Linked DNA regions of Sus scrofa: regions 1 and 3 are each linked to region 2. A link is a contact called in public Hi-C and promoter capture Hi-C data. All regions are on one chromosome and are shown on one strand. Each heading gives the region's core, a stretch centred on a gene start, on an enhancer-like site or on the middle of the called end of the contact. The rest is flanking DNA. Distances are from core to core; before and after follow the strand shown. Region 1 holds the start of BMI1 (BMI1 proto-oncogene, polycomb ring finger). Region 2 holds the start of DNAJC1 (dnaJ homolog subfamily C member 1). Region 3 has its middle 89 kb from the start of SPAG6.

The links. Promoter capture Hi-C pulls out the DNA fragments that hold promoters and counts their contacts. Hi-C and Micro-C count contacts between places; a contact is called where the count stands out from the background.
Region 1: a Hi-C map of alveolar macrophages shows a contact between it and region 2, with 2.5 times the contacts expected there. The contact joins the promoter of BMI1 here to the promoter of DNAJC1 in region 2. A contact is called at or near these places in 3 of 5 promoter capture datasets (fetal liver, fetal skeletal muscle and liver), 11 of 47 Hi-C or Micro-C datasets (alveolar macrophages, brain, embryonic fibroblasts and 7 more) and 2 of 2 datasets of contacts at active chromatin or transcription factors (alveolar macrophages and skeletal muscle).
Region 3: a contact with region 2 is called in a promoter capture Hi-C map of fetal liver, with 3 times the contacts expected there. The contact joins the enhancer-like site here to the promoter of DNAJC1 in region 2. A contact is called at or near these places in 2 of 5 promoter capture datasets (fetal liver and liver), 4 of 47 Hi-C or Micro-C datasets (brain, embryonic fibroblasts, heart right ventricle and 1 more) and 2 of 2 datasets of contacts at active chromatin or transcription factors (alveolar macrophages and skeletal muscle).

What each region holds. Positions count from the first base shown.
Region 1 is chr10:52,594,214-52,597,406 of Sscrofa11.1, forward strand. BMI1 (BMI1 proto-oncogene, polycomb ring finger) reads right to left here and starts at 1,941. Exons shown (of 10, transcript NM_001285971.1): 1 at 1,708-1,941. COMMD3 (COMM domain-containing protein 3) reads right to left here. Exons shown (of 8, transcript XM_005668159.3): 8 at 3,178-3,193.
Region 2 is chr10:52,861,035-52,864,528 of Sscrofa11.1, forward strand. DNAJC1 (dnaJ homolog subfamily C member 1) reads left to right here and starts at 1,779. Exons shown (of 12, transcript XM_005668160.2): 1 at 1,779-2,299. The coding sequence starts at 2,102.
Region 3 is chr10:52,481,556-52,484,706 of Sscrofa11.1, forward strand. No RefSeq gene overlaps it. Among named protein-coding and RNA genes, the nearest start is that of SPAG6, 89 kb to the right of the region's middle. Within about 2 kb of position 1,741, at least 57 of the 83 cell types and tissues checked have an H3K27ac peak or open chromatin away from gene starts, as enhancers often do. A contact at or near this core is called in brain, embryonic fibroblasts, fetal liver and 1 more, where this site is marked.

The sequences.
Region 1 (3,193 bases), core at 691-3,190, 270 kb before region 2:
GTGTGTGTGTGTGTGTGTGTGTGTATACACACACATGCATATATAGCGACTTTTGTATAGCTTTAAAGATACTGTTACTAGGCATAAATTTACAAAGGTAGGTTATTTCAAACACCTTTGCACTTGGGGCAGATGTATGAGGATGAACTCAAGTATTAAAAAAATTAAAAATTTGCTCATAAAAATCAATCTCTAAGGGATTCTACTTAAATTAAAACTCAAATGTTAATACAGTCTCATAAGTTAGCATATGCTGTTAACAATTGGCATCCTAAGTTTCAAGACTTTAGTGTGGTTTATAATATGTTTCTGCAACATGAGAGTTAAGGTTCTTATAAAACATAGGTTGAACTACTCATAACATTCTAGACATCACCAACCTACACTTGGATTTGAATAAATATGCCTAGAATTTTGCCTACTTTAAAGGAAGGGGTTAATACATGCTCCTCTTTCAAATATTGAACCGTGACCACTAAGCCCACTAAATCCTTTTATTGCAATTGGGAATGATCAAAGTCTCTCTACTTGTTTACTTCCAATTATTAACTGTAAATCTCTGGGAAAAAGATCATGCTATATCGCTGTCAAACCCCAAAGACTGCGTAAACATATGCCATCAACTTTTTAGTGCTCATTTTCCAAAGCATCTCTTCACCACATGACCCATGCTGACATTTAGCAAAACCTATGAAACGTTGTGGACTTAAGTAATGGTTCTGGGTGCATCCCATACTAGAGGTTGAAAGAAAAACTATAGTCTTTGAGAGGGGGGAAAAAAAGAAAAAAGAAAGAAAGAGAGGAAACCTCTTGCAAGACTAACGTCCACTCACCATCATCACTCCAAAAAAAGCTCCAAATTTGAAATGCCCACTTCCCAGTGAGCACGTCCCAAGTAGTGTTTGGAGGACTTATCCGAGACTCCCAACAAATAACACCTTGAAAACTTTACCATTTTAAACACAAATGCAGGAGACCTAGGAAACAACTGGGAACCGCCATCTTACAAGCCATCTAATTTCACACAAGTGTCCCTCCAACTTAAGTTAATAACATTTTTGTTCGGGCTCTCTCCAGTCTAACATCCACCTTAGCGGGATCGCTGCCCCCCACGCAACCCGTCCCTATAAAATGGGGGCGTTCTCTGGCTGTTAAAACCCCTCCAAAGCCCTTTCTTCGGGAGAGGAGGGAAGCCACTTGACCCAAGCAGCTCCCGATTTCAGGCACCCGTCCCCGTTTCATCAAAATCTACCTCTCAACAAAGGGCGCCGTGGCCGGGAGAGCCGCAGAGGCTGCAAATAGAAGTGTTCTTCTCGGGGGCCATGTGCGTCGCGAGGGTGTAGAGGGGCGCTCGGGGGAGAAAGGAACTAAAACGTGGGGCCGCGCGCGGCGCGTCCGGGCTGGAGCGGGCGGCGGCTGGAGCGGCGCCGAGGCCGGCTGGCGGCGGCGGCGCGGCGCGGGCTGCGGGTCGGTCCCGGCGCCGCGGGAGTCGGCGGGCGGCGGCGGGCGCGCGCTCGCGGGCGCGGGCGGCGCGCGGGGCCGGCGGGCGGCGGCGCGGGGCTCGGCGCCCACGCTGTCAGCGCCCTCCCGGCCGGCGCGGGCGAGACGCGGGGGGGCCGCTCCCGGTCCACCCGCGGCCGGCCCGAGCCCCGCACGGCCCCCGCCGCCCCCAGGCCCCGTCCCGGAGGCGCCTAGCCTCCTACGTACCCGGAAAAAGCAGCCGGCGAGAGACGATCGAAGCGGGCGGAAAAGACAATGAAAGTTAAAAGTCGTTCAGCAGAAAATGAATGTGAGCCAAGCGGCCATCTTGAAGCGAGCTGCAGACGCCGCTGTCAATGGGCAACGAGCGCAGCCGAGAGGAGCGGCGGCCGCCGCGCTCGGCTCATGCTGCCTCCCGAGCCCGGCCTCCTCCTCCTCCTCCTCCGCCTCGGCCTCCTCCTCCTCCGCGGCCTCCTCCTCCTCCTCCTCCTCGGCCTCCAACGCCTCCTCCTCCTGGGCCTCCTCCTCCTCCTCCTCGGCCGCCGCCGCCTCCTCCCGCTCCTCACTCGGGGGAGGGAGCGCGCGGAGGGGGCGCGATCAGTATTATTCTGCGGGGCTGGGAGGTGTTTCTAATCCGGATCGGGGCTCCCTCACCACCATCCCCATTGTCTCGCCCCGATCTCTGCCTTTAATACTACGATTATTATTTCATAGTTGCCGTGGGGGGAGGAGGGCGGGTGGGGGGGCGCCGTGTGTGTGCGTGCGGAGCGGCGGGGGGGAGGGGAGGAAGGATGAGGAGGGGGGAGGGGATGGTGGAAAAAAAAAAAAGCACTGCTGAAGGCAGAGTGGAAACTGACACCGGCTCCAAAATGGCTCAGAGTCCGCCCGCCCCCTCCCCCCGCCGCCCCCCCTCCGGGTCACGTGCTCCCCTCATTCCTTAAGGGCGGCCTGGGAATTAGTGTCGGTGTAGTCGGGCCCGCGGCCGCCCCCTCCCCTCGGAGCAGCGCTACCCGGCCCCCTCCCCCTCGCTCGGCGCGGCGGCGCTGGCTGCGGAGACATTTCTCCACAGCGCCACCCGCGCCACCCAGCTCTCGGCGCGGGCATCGCTCCGGCCCCGCACGCAGCTCAGCCCACCCCACCCCCCGTTATTTCTTTCTTTCGCCGCCCGCCTCCGCCCGCGGCGCACACGTCCCCGGGCTCCCGCCGAGCCGCCGCCCCCCGCCTGGCCCCACCGGCCCCACGGGCTGCGGCCCAGAATCCGGCGGCGCGGAACCTGCGCCTGAGTTGGGCTCGCGGAAACAACAGCGCCCGCCCCAGTCTTCCCGCGGCCGCGCCGGCCCCCTTCCCCGCCCGCCAGTGGCCGAGGCGGGGCGCGCGCGGGCAGCCGCTCGCTCCGGGCAGGGGCTCGGCGCGGGACCGGCCGGGTCGGGCCTCCGGAGCTCCGCGTGCGAGGGTCGGGCTTCGGGCGAACCCTCGGGCGCAGGTAACGGGATCGGCCGGCTCCCGCCGCGGGGCGACCGCGCCTGCTCCCCACGTCCCGAAGCTGGGGTCTTGAAGCAAAGCCGCCCCCGGAGATCGCATCCTTTCCCACTGTGTTTAACTTAGATCCTGAGAAAAGGCGATCGTTAAAAGTTAACGCCAGTCGTGTCTATGTCCTCAGAGTAATAATTAACAAACTCAAATCCAAACTCTCACCACTCTTTTTGTGGGAACA
Region 2 (3,494 bases), core at 529-3,028:
AGAACTCCACTGTGCTGACCCTTTCCAGTTGCACTTCCCAGTCTCCAGAACTGTGAGAAATAAATGTCTGTGGTTTAAACCACACAGTCTATGGTATTTTGTTATAGCAGCCCAAGTTGACCAAGACACCTCTGCTTCTATATCTTTGAAAGTTAAGCCTTATGTTGAATTTAAAATGGGATGAGGAGTTCCTGTTGTGGCTCAGTGGGTTAAGGACCCACCTTTGTCTCTGTGAGGATGTGGGTTCAGTCCCTGCCCCCCCTCAGTGGGTTAAGGATCCGTAGTTGCCACAAGCTGTCACAGAGGCAGCTCAGATCTGGTGTTGCTGTGGTGTAGGCTGGCAGCTGCAGCTCTGATTCGACCCCTAGCCCAGAAACTTCCATATGCTGCAGGTGCACCCTTAAAAAGATAAAATGGGATGACTTCAAGTGTATATATTACTTTTAAGCAAGATACACTTGCATTCATTTATAACTATTTAAAAATACTTCTAGGGAGTTCCCTTCGTGGCTCAGTGGTTAACGAATCTGACTAGGAACCATGAGGTTGCAGGTTCGATCCCTGGCCTTGCTCAGTGGGTTAAGGATGTGGCATTGCTGTAATCTGTGGTGTACGTTGCAGACGAGGCTCGGATCCCACGTTGCTGTGGCTCTGGTGCAGGTCGGTGGCTACAGCTCCGATTAGACCCCTAGCCTGGGAACCTCCATATGCCGTCAGAAGCAGCCCTGGAAAAGTCAAAAAGACAAAAATAAATAAATAAAAATACATCTAAAACTGCAATAATAGAAGGATTTCTTCAGTAAGATTTACTTCCTGGATGCTGTTTTTGTAAACTTTGTCAAACATAATATATTCTTGCCATGAGAGCAAAAGTAGCTTTATCATTATCCCATGGAACTAAATTCAGCTGGTGGAATCTCAGAAGGGAAAAGCATAAGATCAAACTCAAAACTGGTCAAGCATCCTGAGTTATACAGCATTTTTTCCTTCCCTTCTGCTTCCTTATCAAGAGTAGGGAGTCAGAAAGGAGAAATGTGAGAAAGCTTTGAAGAAAATAAGATTGACATAAGAGAAAGCGATAGTCGTGGAAGAAAAAAAAAAAAAAACGACTTAAAAATAGAGTGGGAAGTGAGACACTGATGGGAAAGAGTGGGGGTTTTTAGCCTAATGTCTTTAAAAACAGACATCAGTTGGGAAAGGAACCCCAGTTGGAAAGCTGCTGAAATGGATACACTACACTTCCCTTAAGACTGTGTGACTTAATGACTTAGCCAGGTTTATTAATTTCTAATTAATTTCTATCAGGCTACCTGTTTTATGGTATTATGCCTGTAAACCTTAATTCATAATTAGAAGTTTACTTTTTGTCTTGGTTCAAATTTAATGTCTTCTTCACCTCTCTCAAGAGGATATTTTATTCTGTAGATCTGCCCCTTTTAGGCCCTGCGTTCAGTTCCTTCTCTTTGCAGATGGAATATTGAAATGTATGCAACAGAGGCTGTAATCAATTAATCAGTCCTCAAACGTGCTTTTAGTTTTGGTAGCGTAAGAAAGTAGCTGCTTCAAAGATACTTGGGATGTTCCAGGTAGATGTGCGATGTCCACAACTACCCACGTCTCTTAATCTGTGTCAATACACGTAGAACTTCTCCAGCGCGCCACGACGAGAGGCACTTCTCCAAGGCCCAGGTCTGGGGCACCGGCTTCCCTACTTCCGGCCCCGCCCCCTCTCCGGAGGTTGCTAGGAGACGTGATGTCACCGGAAGCGAGGCCTGGGATAGGCTGAGGCGAGGGGAAGCCTCTCCCCCGAGCAACCTCAGCTCCCGGCGCTGGCTTTCCAGCTGTCTGTAGGCCTGGGTGAAGGGTAAGGGTCCGCGAAGGGTGGAGCTGACCGCGGCCCCTCCCGCTCTCCCGCCGCTGTGTCCGTCCGCTCCCGCCGCCCCTGCCCTCCATCCAGGACCGGCCGTGGGGCGGGCGACTTCGCGGCGGCTGCCGGTGCTCCTAACTGAAAGGCACTGTTTCCACAGCCCGCGCTGTCCGCCACGTCCCCGGTCTCGGCCGACGGCGCTGCGCGGCGGGTGACCTCTCCGAGCCCGGCGCGATGACGGCTCCTTGCTCCCGGCTGGCCCGGCTTCCTCCGCGCCGCCGGCTCCGGCTCTTGCCGTTCCCGCCGCCGCTGCTGTTGCTGCTGCTGGCGGCCGCGGGCCCCGCGCGCGGCTGGGAGAGCGGAGACCTGGAGTTGTTTGACTTGGTGGAGGAGGTGCAGCTCAACTTCTACCAGTTCCTCGGGGTGCAGCAGGTAAGCGGGGCCACCCGCCCGCCCGAGGGCTGCGCGTTGGGACAGAAACCTGCCGGTCCCGGCGGAAAGGAGGGGGTGGGGCGGACTGTGACCCCGATTCCTCCGCGGGAGCCGGGCATGCGGGGCAAGACTTGGCCATCCCGGGTTCGGCTGCCGTCCTCAGTCCGACCCACCGGGGTCTCCTCGTAACCAGCCTCAGAGGGAATGGCCTGCCTTCCCCAATTCCTCACCGCCCGGCTCCCCTTCTCAAGTTCCGGTCTCAGTGACAGGCTGGAGGTGCCACCAGCCTGGGGTAGGGACCCTTCTCTTTTTCTCTGCCATTCTGGGGAGATTTTTGCGCCAAGCTTTGCTGGAGGAACAAGGAAGAGTGGCGTGGGTAAATCTTTTACTCTTTCCTTTCCTGCCGCGTGAATGTGGGAAAGAGTAGTCGTGTCTCTAAATTTTCATTTTCCCAATTGCACTTATCTGTCTTGTAGCAGCCTCCTTTCCTCTGCCTTTCCGGGAAGGTGGGAATGCATTTTGGTTGGTGTCTGGATGGCAGAAGTTGTTCGTTCTTGCCTAAGTTTGGAATCTATTTAGCCTGTTGGATAGGGTTTGTAGCACAGTTTAGAAATCTGGAGAAACTTGAAACCCCTGCGGTATTGGTCCTGGAATTCGTAGAAGGAGCTCTCGAGTGTTCCGGGACGGTGGAGGCACCTGGGGGGCTCCGGCAAGAGAAGCCCGACCAGTAGCGCAGGATCTTTGTCTTTTTCTTTTCCTTTCGTTTCGTTCTTTTTGGCTTGAGACTTTAACTGGTAACATCCGTTTGTTACTCTGCTTACACCCCGGGAGTGGTGAATGAGAGTGGATATTCCGTCTCTGAATCCTCCTGACAAGAAGATGCCTTTTCACTGATTGAACGAATATGGGGTGAAAGAGTTTCACATGAGCTGATTGAGCCCTGCATAAAATGCTTTGAATAGTTATGGGTGTGGGGGGGAGACAGACAAACTAAGGTTTACCAACAGTTGTCATTCGAGGCACACTTCACAGTATATTTCCCCCTTACAGTTTATCATAACTTTGTGTGAACTGTTGAGCTTAACACTAAACGGAACTTTACTTTTCAGTTAAATGTAGTTGAATATAAAACTGCTGTTGCCATGGCATCATGATTTTAACAAACTGCAATTTTGTAAGAGTTAAAGGGAGTTTA
Region 3 (3,151 bases), core at 491-2,990, 380 kb before region 2:
GGTAGCAGAAGGATTTAGCCGGCTAATATTCATATGAAACACACTTCCCAGATAGAGTCCAGCACAGAAAAATATCTATGTATAGCACATTAATGTCCATCTTGTAAGTCCCAAAGCCCCATGTCATGCTCATCAGACAGGCCACCTAAACTCCCAGACCAAGTTGAGCGTGTATCTGAGGGTCACAGAGGACTAGTTAAAAAGGACTTCTATTTTCCTCAGACTTTTTGGTGGGCTCATCTCAGAGAAATCAATCCCTAGAATGAAGGCGGAAAGCACCCTAGACATAAAAAGCTCATTTCTTTGATTATTCTTTGGAAAACCAAATAGCGATATCACTATCTCTTAGCTCTTCCTTAACAATCACTGTTGCCAAATCAAAAATCAGGTTTGAAAAGGTCAAGTTTCCTTGTTTCACGCGGTTTTCGGTTTGGTGTTTTTCTCAGAATGCCTTTAAATAATATGTTCCATGTGTGTTTTGTACTCACTGAGTTGGTAAATATTTACGAAGCCCCCAGTACCTGGCCAGGCACTGTGCTAGGCTCTAGAGAAACACAGGGACCAAACGACTCCCAGCTCTCAGAGGTTATGTGGGAGAGAGAAACTAAAAAACAAATACGTAAAATATGCAACATTATCAGGTGGTAAGAAACACTAGGAAGAGAGACAAAAGAGGAGCATGGCAGATCGGCGGTCACAAGCGCCAAGCCCAAGCCTGACTTCAGTGCCCACAAAAAATCTCCTTTGCTCTTTTCTGTCACTGTGGGCTGTTGTGTAACCAGACAATAGACGCCCGCTTAGCGGACTGGAAGCCCCTTTCTGAGACTCAATCGCCTTCCACTTTCTCTGATCAGGCAGTTTCACGGGATATTCATTAAAATCACAAAATAACGGGATCCCCAAATAACTTGAACCCCCAACAGCCCTCTCCTCAGCCCGCGTCAGGTGGGACTCAGCGAAAGGCATTTCGGGGCTGTGAGTCTGCGTGAGCATCGCCCACCGCCAGCTTCTCAGTCCACTTCCCTCTGAGAGAGGAAAAGAAGAGACGTTCTAAAAGGGCCCAAAGAGAACTCGGTCCTCAACAATTTTCACAATCGCTACCACAGTAAAGGAGATGGAGTCAGTTCAAGCGGAGGGCGGCCCTCTACGACTCAGACACCAAGACTCCAAACGGAAAGAAAACGTCGGGAGGGAAGGAGCAGGCTTTCCGGCTTTAATTGACATGGAAAACGTCGCCGGCGGAGCCCGCGGAGGGCGGCCCGGCGGCCATTCAGGAGGCGCCGTTTCGCAACAGCTCTTTTTCCGGAGACAAAGCCTCCTTGTCAGTCTCTCTGCTGCTGCTGCCGAAGCACCACGTTCGGAAGAAGAAAAATAGAGCCGCCGCTCCCGTCAGGCAGACAGACAATAGCTGCGGGCAGGCCGCTCCTCGCCGCAGGGCAGAGCCCCGGCATCTTTGTCTCCATCGCGTCCTTCAAGTCAGTCTCCGCGGGTTGCTGTGGCGAGGCGGCTGCGGAGGGGGAGAAAGAGACTCGGAACCACTCCTCTCGCTGGTTCCGATGCAGCGGCAAGGACGCGGCGGCCACGTCGGGCGGCGGCTGGAGAACGAAGGGCCCGCGCTCCCCTCACGCACGACTCCGCTCCTCAGTGGCGGGGGGGGGGGGGCCTGCGGGAAGTAGCGCCGTCCGCGCGCGGAGGGAAACGGCGGGCGGCGCGCGGTGAGACGCCCGGGCGCCGTGACGCGTCCGCGGAAACGAGCTCCCCCGCCCCCCGCCCGCGGCCCCGCCTCCGCTCCTGGCGGGAGCCCTGGGGCTGCCCCGCGCGGGGAGGCGGCCCTGGAGGCCCGCGGCGGTAGGAGCGGCCAGGATGCGGTGCGGGGGGCGACGGCTCCGGCCTCGCAGGCGTCCCGGCGGGGCCTCGGTTCCGGGCGGTTTGTCGTACACGGCCAGGCCCCACGTGTACCCCTAGCTGGACAGCAGGTGCCGCGGGGCGGGCTCCGGACTACGGCGTGCGCGGCGGCCCGACTGACCCAAGTCGGCCCGGAGTCCCCCCCTCCCCAAGCTCCCCTTCAGGCGCTCCGAGCATCAGGTCCGGTGTCGTGAAACTGGGTGGTTGTGAGGACTCCAAGTGAGCGAATGCAGGTAAAATGCACACGGAGTAAGTTCTCCAAAATAGAGCGAGGAGTGAAAAAGAACCCAGTGTTCATACATGCAGCAACATAGATGGATCTGAAAAAATGCTGGGGGCGGAGGTAGGCAAACACAAAAGACCTTAGTCTGTGTTCATCTGAAAATCTGGAAGAAGCAAAAGTGATGAAAGCAGTTGCCGGAGAGGGTGAAAAAAGCGAGAAGATGGAAGGCCAAGGAGCAGGAGGGAGGATTTGGGGGCGAAAGAACAATTCCATGCCTTGAATAGGAATGGTTGTTACAGGACATACTCAGCTACCAAAATTCAACGCTCTGTAGTCTTCAATGGGTGAATTTTATTATATGTGAATTACACCTCAAAAAATATTGTGGAAGAGAGAGTTAAGGTAGTGGGTAAGGGTGATAGAGGAACATAGAACAGACAGGTTGGTGGGAAATACACTTAAAAAATCTGAGAGCTAAATTGTATGCCATCTCTGAATTGAGTGGCTCCGCCTCCCATAAGAATCAGAGAACAGCCGCACTAGGAATAGATCAGGGCCTAGAAGGGTGCCCTGGACCAGACCTGGCTTATGCACCTCCCTGGTTCGGTCAGTCCCATCTCCGCGTGGTCTTAGCCTGTATGTAGCTCAAGGCAGAGGCCTAACCTCCACGTCCAGGGCTGCTTCTGTCCACAGCCTCCCGCAGGTGAGGATCAGATTTAGGCATGCCTACCCCACACCCAGCCTCTGATGGCTCCTCGCACCAGTCCCAGAGTCAGGTAGAAAACCTTGTTCTTGTCTCCCTAACAATTGCCTGGAAGATCAGGAGGCACACCCAGAAGAGTGGGGCATTGGAGCCCAATGTGGCCAGCATGCGCCAAAGTGAGCAAGCGAAGAAGAGAGCAAGAAATAGCAAGCTTTTAAACCCTTCTGTCCACAGGCAGCTGGTGGTGATGGTTCCCCGAAGCTTGCCTGGAAGCTGTCCTAGGGGACTGGGCAGTGGTCAGCTTTACTTTCTTGTGAAGT